2 separate regions of the Triticum aestivum genome follow, and region 1 is linked to region 2. A link is a contact called in public Hi-C data. All regions are on one chromosome and are shown on one strand. The core of a region is the stretch at or near the end of the contact, and the rest is flanking DNA. Distances in the headings are between cores, read along the strand shown.

Region 1 (5,890 bases), core at 813-3,312, 150 kb after region 2:
CATGTCGGATCAACTCGGCGTCCTTCTGATCGGTTGATCCATCGACGGCGGGAGACACACCCGCACCGCTTGTTCATAGTACGCGCGCACTTGCTTCATTCCATATTAGCTGTCTCTAAAATAGATGTATCTAAACATATTTCAGTGCTAGATACATCCATTTAAGCGATAACTAATATGGAACGGAGGAAGGAGTAGACAAAACTCTAGTAGGGCGTTAGGATTCTGTCTCTTTGGGTGTTGTTGCAGCAGCAGTTCATCAGGGAAATTCCTATCTGTTGGTTAACTGTATTTTCTTAAAAAAAAGTAGGTTTAAACTACTGGCCTCTGCATCAATTGATGCATATAATCATCTTTATTAATTATTCAACAAAGATCTAAGAAAAACCTACATCAAACCATCAGAAGCCATTATTCACACCTACAAACTTGATAATGTGGAGTGCTCTCACTTCCTATATCTAAAACCGGTGTCGTCGTTGATCCATCCACATAACATATCAGAACCAACAGCTGGTGCAGCAGACCTAAAACATACACTACATGCACATGTTTTAAAAGCCGTCACTAACATCGAACCGCTGACCCATCTTCAGGAGAGAGATCCGCATCATCCTTGCCAGTTCGTCCATTTGTCGACACCACCACGGTGCCCAACGGCACCATCGCCCTGCGCTCGTCCATCCAGACTCGAGGACTCTGGAAAATCTGTCGTGCGTAGCACCTGCCGACCAGGCATGACATAACGCAGCACATGTCGTCCAAGCATGACTTGACATCTTCACCGAAGTTCTGTGCAAGATAAAGCCGCTCCACCTCCTGCTTCTATCTTCTAGCCCTGCTCCACAAACGATGCTCCGAGAAACGACACCACAATACCGCCATCGTCGAATACCAGATCCTAGGGTTTCCCACAGAGCAGTACGAGTGGGTCGACAGTAGTTAGACGATGATGCCTTCATCAAGGTAACGACACAGGACGCCGCCATTGGCTTGGCTTTCACCGGCGACTATGTCTCCCCGACTCGCAAGCGAGACTAGACGACGGATCTCGAGATCCGACCACCCAGCCTCATGCCGATCACCTCCGACGAAGGAGATGGCCACCAGCGCCATAATCCTCGTGATGCGTGGCAGACCTGGAGTGTCTCCACGAGCCGTCGCTGTGACGCCCCAAGACCGGAGCTTCAGATGCCTTCCAGGGTTTTCGGGTTTCGTCGTTTGTTTTGTTTGGTTCGTTGCATCATGTGCATTACATCATGTCATCATGCCATCATCTCATAAATCTTTTGCAACTCAACTAAATAAATTGCATGGATCTTCGGCCCATTTAAACCAAGGGAATTCACATGGTGATTCTCTTTATAATATATCCTCCCGATATTAGGGAGCTATATTAAATATTCTATTTGTTGGAATTCACCGGAGCACACTTGCAAAATAAATCTCAATGCCTTTGTTATCACAACTCTTGGCCTCTAACTTTGCTACTTATTCTTTCATCATATTCCGAGGTTCCTCCAAAAATCCGAACATTTTTGGATACTCCTAAAACCTCGTCCTAGTTCAAATCTTTTGAATTAAATTTAAATGAGTTTGATTTAAACTCTTCTATTTCGCGTGGAACTTCTTTTCTTGGACTAAGTATAATTCTTAGACTCAGCAGGAGAAGTTTCAACATTTTCTAAAAACCCTAGCTATTTCTTTCCTTCCTTTTTCGTCCTGTCTACTTTTCTGTATATGAGAAATAGCAAAAGGTTGGTCTTTTTGATCCGAAGCGGCAACTGGCCGGCCCATCTGCAGGCCCAGCCGAACCCTCCCTCCTAATCCCTCTCTAAGTCCCAGCCCGCACCGGCTCCAACCCTAACCCTCGCTCCCTCTCCCCTCGTTCGATCTCTCCCGTTTCCCCTCGCTGTGCCGCCAGGAGAGCCGTGGCTCGATCCATCTCTCCCTCCTCTCGTTCTCTTCCTCACGCGCCAGGCAGAAGCCCCACGCCCGACCCCATCTCCTCGATCTCCCTCACTCCCACGTCTCCTTCCCCTGCTCGTGCGCCAGAGAGGAGCGAGAGCCTCTCGCCGATCCCCACCATCGCCACCGCGCCCTGTCGCCCGGTCGCTGGACCTCGCCTGGTCTTCCTCCACCACCACCGCTGGACTGCTTCCTCTCCTGCAACCTCGTCCCCGACGCCAGCCAGAGCCCCCGCCACCACCTTGCTCCGTCGCCCGCCTTCCTCGCGAATCGCCGCTTCAGGCCGCCGGTCGTGGAGACCACCGCGACCAGGAGGAGCTCCCCGCTCCAACGTGCTCCTCCCTCGCCTCAGACGCGTCGCCGGCCAACCTTCGCTGGAGCACGCGCCTAAGTCGGCTCGACCCGCGTCCTCGCCTACAACGCCTCAAGCTCCCTGCGCTCGATCCCCCGCATCCTCTGCTCGCGAACCTCGCCCGTTTGCCTCCGTCCTCAACCACGTCGGCCACCGGAGCCGTTGCCGGCTACCACTCCGTCGTAGCTCCATGCTGCCTGCGCTGCTTCCCCTCCTCGTGACTAGGCGGAGCAGTTTCACCGCTGGCCGAAGTCCCGCAGGAGCAGGAGTTCGTGTCGTCTCTGCCGTCCAGCGTCGCCTCCCACCTTCCTCTCCTGCACCTCGTGCCCGCCAAGTTCCAGGAAACCCAGGTATGACCTCGTGTACATCTACGTGATGAGCCGCCAAGTTCCACGAAGCTCCAAGTTCGACTACATTGTGAGACGAAAAACGCCAAGTACCTCTCCATAAACGAACATGCACCACTACGCCCGGAGGCCTCGAATCCGTCAAGTCCAACATCGTTTGTGCTCAACTACCCACGACCCCGAACGTCTACGGAAACGGGTACTACTACCGTTGCCGAGATCGCGAGAACCTCTACCTACGAACCTGGAGCAAGTGAGAACCTCCACCGACGAACTCGGAGCGCGTACGACGACCGTTGTCGAAGAACCATGCACGACTACTTCCACTAAGAATGTGAACGACTACTTCCACAATGAACGTGAACGACTACTGTCGCGAGAACAACTACATCCCGTCAAACTCGTTCCGCCTTGAAAACGCACGCTTCGAAGGTATAACCACCGAGACGACGCCCGTGAATGAATGTGGTGTGATGTATGAGATGCTCGTGGTTGCACCACGTCCGAGTTGTTCTTTGCGAGTTCCTCGTTGCCTTGCCGTCGGCATGTGGGAACCCGGTATCCGGGATCATCCCACCGTCCTTGCATGACACACTTCCGTCACTTTTCCTTTTGCACCGGTATCTCCATGAGCTACCGGAACCGAGATGTTGCCGTGACATCATTTTCGGATTCGTTATCGTGGCACCCCTTTCGTTTCCGCCACTTTGACAAGTGCTTCATAATGCTCTTGACAAATTTTAATAAAAATTGCATAAACTTGCACATGTCATCCGCATCATGATAACAACAATTAAAATGTTTAAATTGTTGTTTGTATTAATTTGCTAAATGCATATGGGGATTTACCAGATTTGTTGTTTGCTATATCCGGCCCCATTTAAATTGTTTAGATAGATAATTCCTTTATGTTTCACCTCTTGACATGTTTAACTACATTTAATATTGTTGGGTACATAACCGAGATTGAACTAAATAACTTGAATGTGGTGTTTCGTCAATATGCAACGGAGTTGCATGTTGAGCTCTACTTAATTTGTAGAATTGTTTGTGCATTTTGCCATGCCATGCTTCATTAAACCGGACATGCATCATACTTGATTGTGCATCATGCCATGTTTATGTGATAATTGTTTACTATGTTGTTTGCTTCTTTCCGGTGTTGCTTCTTCGGATTAGTTCCGATAACGTCGCGTTTGTGAGGATACGTTGGCTACGTCCGTTTGTCTTCCTCATGGACTCGTTCTTCTTCCTTACGGGATCTCATGCAAGATGACCATACCCTCGAAGTCACTTCTATCTTTGCTTGCTAGTTGCTCGCTCTTTTGCTATGCCTATGCTACGATACCTACCACTTGCTTATCATGCCTCCCATATTGCCATGTCAAACCTCTAACCCACCTTATCCTAGCAAATCATTGTTTGGCTATGTTACCGCTTTGCTCAACCTCTTTTGTAGCGTTGTTAGTTGCAGGTGAAGATTGGAGTTTGTTCCATGTTGGAACATGGATATTTGTTGGGATATCACAATATCTCTTATTTAATTAATGCATCTATATACTTGGTAAAGGGTGGAAGGCTCGGCCTTATGCCTGGTGTTTTGTTCCACTCTTGCCGCCCTAGTTTTCGTCATACCGGTGTTATGTTCCTTGATTTTGCGTTCCTTACACGGTTGGGTTATAATGGGAACCCCTTGACAGTTCGCCTTGAATAAAACTCCTCCAGCAAGGCCCAACATTGGTTTTACCATTTGCCACCTAGCCTTTTCTTTCCCTTGGGTCGGCCGGCTCAAGGTTCATCTTTATTAAACCCCCGGGCCAGTACTTCTCTAAGTGTTGGTCCAACCGAGCGATGTCCGGGGCTACCAGGGGCAACTCTGGGCTGGCCTACCCGACGTCTTGCTCATTCGGTGTGCCCTGAGAACGAGATATATGCAGCTCCTATCAGGATTTGTTGGCACATCTGGGTGGCTTTGCTGGTCTTGTTTTACCATTGTCGAAATGTCTTGTAACCGGGATTCCGAGTCTGATCGGGTCTTCCTGGGAGAAGGAATATTCTTCGTTGACCGTGAGAGCTTGTGATGGGCTAAGTTGGGACACCTCTGCAGGGATTTGAACTTTCGAAAGCCGTGCTCGCGGTTATGGGCAGATGGGAGTTTGTTAATGTCCGGTTGTAGATAACTTGACACTTAACGTAATTAAAATGCATCAACCGCGTGTGTAGCCGTGATGGTCTCTTCTCGGCGGGGTTCGGGAAGTGAACACGGTGTTGGAGTTATGTTTGAACGTAGGTTGTTCTAGGATCACTTCTTGATCATAGATTCTCGACCGTGCTTTGCCTTCTCTTCTCGCTCTCATTTGCGTAAGTTAGCCACCATATATGCTAGTGCTTGCTGCAGCTCCACCTCATTACTCCTTTCCTACCCATAAGCTTAAATAGTCTTGATCTCGCGGGTGTGAGATTGCTGAGTCCCCGTGACTCACAGATACTTCTAAAACCAGTTTGTAGGTGCCGATGAATTCGTGCATGTGACGCAACCGAGCTCAAGGAGGAGCTCGATGAAGATCGTGTTCGTTATGTTGTTCCGTTTCCAATTGATCAGTAGTGGAGCCCAGTTGGGACGATCGGGGATCTGTGTAGCATTTGGGGTAGTCTTCTTTTATTTTGGTTCCGTAGTCGGACCTTGATTGTATCTGGATGATGTAATGTTAAATTCATGTATTGTGTGAAGTGGCGACTGTAAGCCAACTATGTATCTCTTTCCCTTATGTATTACATGGGTTGTGTGAAGGTTACCTCACTTGCGACATTGCTTTCAATGCGGTTATGCCTCTAAGTCGTGCTTCGACACGTGGGAGATATAGCCGCATCGAGGGCGTTACAGTCGCCGAGGCCGACGAGAGGCAGCGGAAGAGGACATAATAGCAGCAGCCCTAGATCAAGCCTGCCTATCACACCGCCGCCTCTTGCCAATCTCGCCATCTGCAGCAGAGCTCCTCGACGCGTCCCGACCGCCCCTGCCCGCCATCCACGTCGCAAGGGGTGATGATCTGGCAGTCGCCGACTCAGATCCTCGGATGCGAGAGGAGTTCCGCCGCCGTCGTGCCATAGGGCCGACGCCCAGCAACGTTGCCGACTGCGGCGGAGGGAGGAAGATGCGCAAGGTCGAGAGGGATGGGTGGTGGCCGCCTGGTGCGTCCCAGCGGCGGCTGCACGGGGTCGG
Region 2 (5,078 bases), core at 1,820-4,319:
TTGTTTCAAAGGGAGAACGATGATGTCAAACCTGAACTGAAATTGCTCCAAGTCAAATTAGCCTGAACCTACCCGACGGTGCTAGCTGTATATATTGCCTCTATTCAGTGTCAGATTTCTTCAGTGTCGATTGCTCAGTGTACTGCTGCTAGTGTCAATTCATGCATTGGTTTGGGTTTGATTTAGTCAAGTAGGTTCAGTAGTAGGTACTCCCTCCGTCCGGAAATACTTGTCGTAGAAATGGTTGTAAGTATTTCCGGACGGAGGGAGTACTATACTATGTCACCGCAATTTTATTGCTCTCTATCAAGAAGCCCAAATGCATGTTTTGGATTAATTTGACATGGGTTTGATGAACTATGTAATATAGCTAACAATTTGTGTTGAACATGCCTTCAAATATTTGATAGTTGAAGCAGGCAAAAAATATATGACATTATTTTGTTGCTATTTCGCAAAGTTCAATACATATGAAATTGTGGTAAACAAATTTGTGGCGCAGCTGCCCTATTTTAGGGCGGCTGTTGGAGCAGTTGTGCCCTATTATAGGGCTGCTGTTGGACACACCATGTTTTTGTGCAAAAAAAAAGCACTTTTGGTGCCCAAATGTTTTTACTCCCAAGCTCTTTTGGTGCCCTATTTTGGGGCTGCTATTGGAGATGCTCTTAGCATAGTTTATCTGAAGTCTATTAAATGTGAGTTCATCTAATATGGCTTCATCAGTTTATTAAACGTTGTGATTTTTTAGGCTTCTGCTGCCTAGAAATTTGTGTTACCATGGAGAAATGAAATTTGTTGTTTATAAGCCTATATCGCACTAACAGGCTGAGTGTTGATTGTTTGGTTTTTAGACTTGTCTTTTCCAAACTAATACATGGGGCTTTGGTGTGTGCAGATTCAAAGGGCAGCAAAAAGCGACCAGGGTCGGTGTTGCACGAATCCTTTCGGAAGAAGCTGCCTGCGATCAATCCCAGCGAAGATCTGCCTACGATGGGTGATGAAGGGGATCCTATCCAGTTGGAATAGATGTTGGGTAATATGGTCACCGTTGTCAGGGGATGTGGAAGGCAAGAAATTGTATCACATTTCTGTTCATGAGTATGACCTCAGCAGGCTATTTGCAATTCTGTTCATGAGTAGTATGTTGGATATTAAGACACAATTAACCCTTTTGAACTCTGTTGGGATGACTGTTTGGCCAATCTATCATTATTCATTCTGCATCGTAATGCTATTCATCTGACAGGTTAATTATATGCCTGCTTGTTCAGGTATGAGCTGACTAGTCATTCTTTGACCTGTACTCCTGGGCTGTTTGGCAGGACGAACACCATATGAACTGCACATCGCAGGTATTTAGAGCTTGTTGATCACAAGCTCGCTCCGCTCGTGCTTCGGCCATTATGACCGGGCTCCGAAAATCCCATCGCTAGGGGTGCTTGAATCGCTCCAAATCCGTCAAGCTGATATCAAAATTGAATGGTCCGATTCCCTCCTTTTTTTGTCTTTTTCTTTATTTTCATGTTTCTATTATGTTTTCGCATTTCTTTTTATTTTCTCTTTTAATTTTCCAATCTAGTTTTTCATTTATATATTTCTTTTGCACAATTTCCAAAACCAATGTGTAAGCACTTCTAAGAAATAACATGAACATTTTATTAGACGGTGTAAATATTTTATAGAAGGCGCAGATAGTTCTTAAAATTACATGAACATTCTTCAAATAGTCTTTAATGTTTTACTTGAACATTTTTTAAATGCATGAACACTTCTAATAATTACATGATTTTTTTATAAAAATGTATGTATACTTTTTTTTTGAAAACTATATGATTTTTATAAAATATGGGAACACTCTTTTAGATACATGAATGTATCTTGAAAATGATAGAAAACTTTCTAAAACTATATGAATAATGTCTAAAAGGTTGATGTTTTTAAAATTACATTGATATTTTTATAAGTACGTGAATTCTTACTTTGTTATATGTATAAATATTATTTATATTTTAAATTGGTTATACATAAACTAGTGAGATAATTAAACTTTTTTTATTGTGTATATTTTAAATGAAGTTTCAAGATTTATGAAAGAGAAAACCCAAAATAGTACCCGTTAATGGACCCCATCAAAAGCGAGAAATGGTGATACCTGTTTGTCAATCATTTTTAGATTCTCAAAAAAAAGTGTCGGTTGTTTCCTAAAAAACTTATTTGTCAATTGTCATGACTAAATGTTGAGCAAACTAATAGGGCGACGCTCGCATGAGCCAGCTCATGTTTCCCCCCCCCCCCCCCTCCCAATTTTTCATCGATCGGCTGATTCGTTCGGTTCCACTCCCGTTTTTGAGTTGGCTTCTTTAGTTTCCTTTTTTTTGCTCCGATTTTATTCAATTTTTTTAATGTTCACAATTTTTGCAAAACAATTCACAAATATAAAAGCTTTCTATTTTTAAAATATTGATCGTAAAAGCTCCACATATTTAAAAAATGTTTCGATTTTTAAAGGGTATTCTAAAATAAATAAATAATCATGCCTTTTGAAATCCAAAATTTAAAACTATTGAACCAAAAAACCAGTAGAAACTATAGAAAAGAAAAAAAAACACTCTGGTGCCTTGCTCCTGTCGCTACAGCACCGCCGCCGAGTGCCATGGGGGTTGGAGCAGTTATGACACACTGTGTGTTTGTGTGACATCTTGGCGCGCTGAGCGTTACATAGGAGGGCTCGTGAGAAATAATACCCCAAGGAGTAATTGTTGCCTGGAAGATGGTTTGAGGTATTTTCCTAACAGCAGCCAGAGAGAGCAGAACATAACAAGGGTGGCCTACTGACCTTGCTATATATCCTCTCTTTTTTTAGCTGGACCTTGATAATATCTTTGATCCAGAGACTGTTGGCAAGCCCACCGTTGCTCAATAAGCGAGGTACAGTACGTACTAATATTATGGCAGTGCCCGACAATGTCCCACCGTCGCTGAAATTCTAGCGCGGCCGGCTACTACTTGGGCCCTGACTCTCTGCTGTGCTGTATATGAACCGACCCAATGGGCTCTGGTGACCCAAAGAACGTCCCGCCGCCCGCTGACCACTCGCTGAGCTACATTTACTCAAAAAAAAAAACTCGCTGAGCTACAGGAGTAAAGGAGGGAAAGATTCTGCAGGAGGTCACCGCAATAATAAACTAGCGACGCCGTACAGATCCGGTACGATTCCGGTACAGCAGCGCATCGGGGTTTTTTCTACCTGCAGACAATCTGTCGTCAGGTTTATCAATTAGTTTACCACCGTACTTCCGTGATGCCAATCTAAGTGGAGCAGAGTACTGGTGGTACTGAAGGTGGTGGTGAGACAGTGAAAAAAAGCTGGTGGTTCTTTCTTCAGGAGCGTGATGAGCGAGCGCCCAGTCACCCAAAAGATCCATGATGAGATGATCAAGGATTGGAACTCGGCGCCCCCGATGTACGTGGGCCATGCATGGCTCTGTATGTATCCGGCATCAGGGCCCGTACGCACGCGCCGGGCGGGCGCGGCGGCAGCTGCCGCAACGCTGCAGCGCCGTGCCGGGCGTACGAGCGGACCGGCGATGCAGCTAGCGCGGCATGGTGGCGCTAACCTAATCCGGGGCTCGTTACACAGCAGCCTCGCCGTCGTGTACGTACGTATGTACGTCAATGATGCAGGCAGGTGCACGGCGAGCCGGCCGCATGCACCGGCCGGCCTCGGAGGCCTCGACTCGAGGGTGGCCTGGCCATGGCCATCATTGAGCGGAGCTGCAGTAGTGCTACGCACTGTAGTAGTAGTAGTCCGGAGACTGGGCGAGAGAGGAAGAGCGGATAAAGAACTCCCACCAGCGCAGTACGTACCAACCGCGAGCGTACGGAGTCCATGGACCCGCCGTGCCATCCATGATCCATCATCTCACCCCCACGACCCCAGGCCGGCCGGCCGGAGAAAAGTCTCCCTGATCCTGGCGCGCCAAAGATCTGATCTCGATTGCCTGCTAACCGGAAAAGGATTCAATCAGATTCAGACCACTGATGCGCCTGAATCTCCGGAATGCCACACTGATGCAAACACAGGCATACGCACAGTTCAGGCGCGCCCTTTAATTAGCAGAACTAGCAATACGTACCACGCTCTTGCTCTTGGCACTTGTTAGACTAGTCATAGTGGGGAGTAACTTGTATTAGCAACATACATGTACGTTACGATCTCCGGAATGCCCCGACGAGGATTACGCCATCCGACCACGTCGAGACAGAGGAGGATTTGACGGCCGGCTTGGCCATTCCGGAGTGTGCCCACACAGATGCCGGCGGTCGATATATGTGACTCGCCCCAGCTCGTGTGGGCGCAGATGAGCACGGACACCGGCGGCGCCCGGGCTGCCCTCGGCGTATTCAACGGAATGACGGAACAAGAATTGATACGTTCTGTTTGCACCTATCCAATCAAAGTTGCATACGTCATGTTCAATGTTTTGCATAGACCACTAATTCATTTCGGACCTGATGAATGCTTACAAGTCATGATCATCTGAAGGCGTTCATGTCGAACATGATCAATGACAATGAAGATCCGACCTAGATGGAGTATGAATTGGAGGGCGCCACATTTGAAGCTGGGACAACATCCGATCCCAATCCGACCAAGAAAAAGAAGAAGAAGGACAAGACGACAAAGGCAAGAGGTCCGTCATTCTCAAGATTTAAGGACATCTTGTTGGTCAAAGCTTGGTTGGCCACAACACTGGATCCAATATGCGGCACCGAGCAAAAGGGGAAAAAGTATTTGGAGAAGATTTGGAAAAAGTATCACGAAGAAAAGTAGTATGTGGAGCTGCATCCTATCATGACCAACCGCAATGTGGCATCACTCCAATATCAATGGGGATCATTCAAGGGGGAAGTGAACAAGTACGTCAGCTACTACTCACAAGCTACTAAATGCCCTCAAAGTGGGATGGGAGTGGCAACTCACGTAAGCTCAATTGCTTCATCTTGTCATCATTTGCATATACTTCTTTTGTTTTCATTCTCGTGCTCATACATATATTGTTTGCTAGACGACGGTG

The links. Hi-C and Micro-C count contacts between places; a contact is called where the count stands out from the background.
Region 1: a Hi-C map of leaf shows a contact between it and region 2, with 2.5 times the contacts expected there. The contact joins two enhancer-like sites. A contact is called at or near these places in 4 of 5 Hi-C or Micro-C datasets (leaf and an unstated tissue).

Annotation. Positions count from the first base shown.
Region 1 is chr2A:57,117,974-57,123,863 of IWGSC CS RefSeq v2.1, forward strand. No RefSeq gene overlaps it. Among protein-coding and RNA genes, the nearest start is that of LOC123184688, 22 kb to the left of the region's middle. Within about 2 kb of position 2,063, at least 1 of the 8 cell types and tissues checked has an H3K27ac peak or open chromatin away from gene starts, as enhancers often do.
Region 2 is chr2A:56,967,307-56,972,384 of IWGSC CS RefSeq v2.1, forward strand. No RefSeq gene overlaps it. Among protein-coding and RNA genes, the nearest start is that of LOC123184687, 32 kb to the left of the region's middle. Within about 2 kb of position 3,070, at least 3 of the 8 cell types and tissues checked have an H3K27ac peak or open chromatin away from gene starts, as enhancers often do.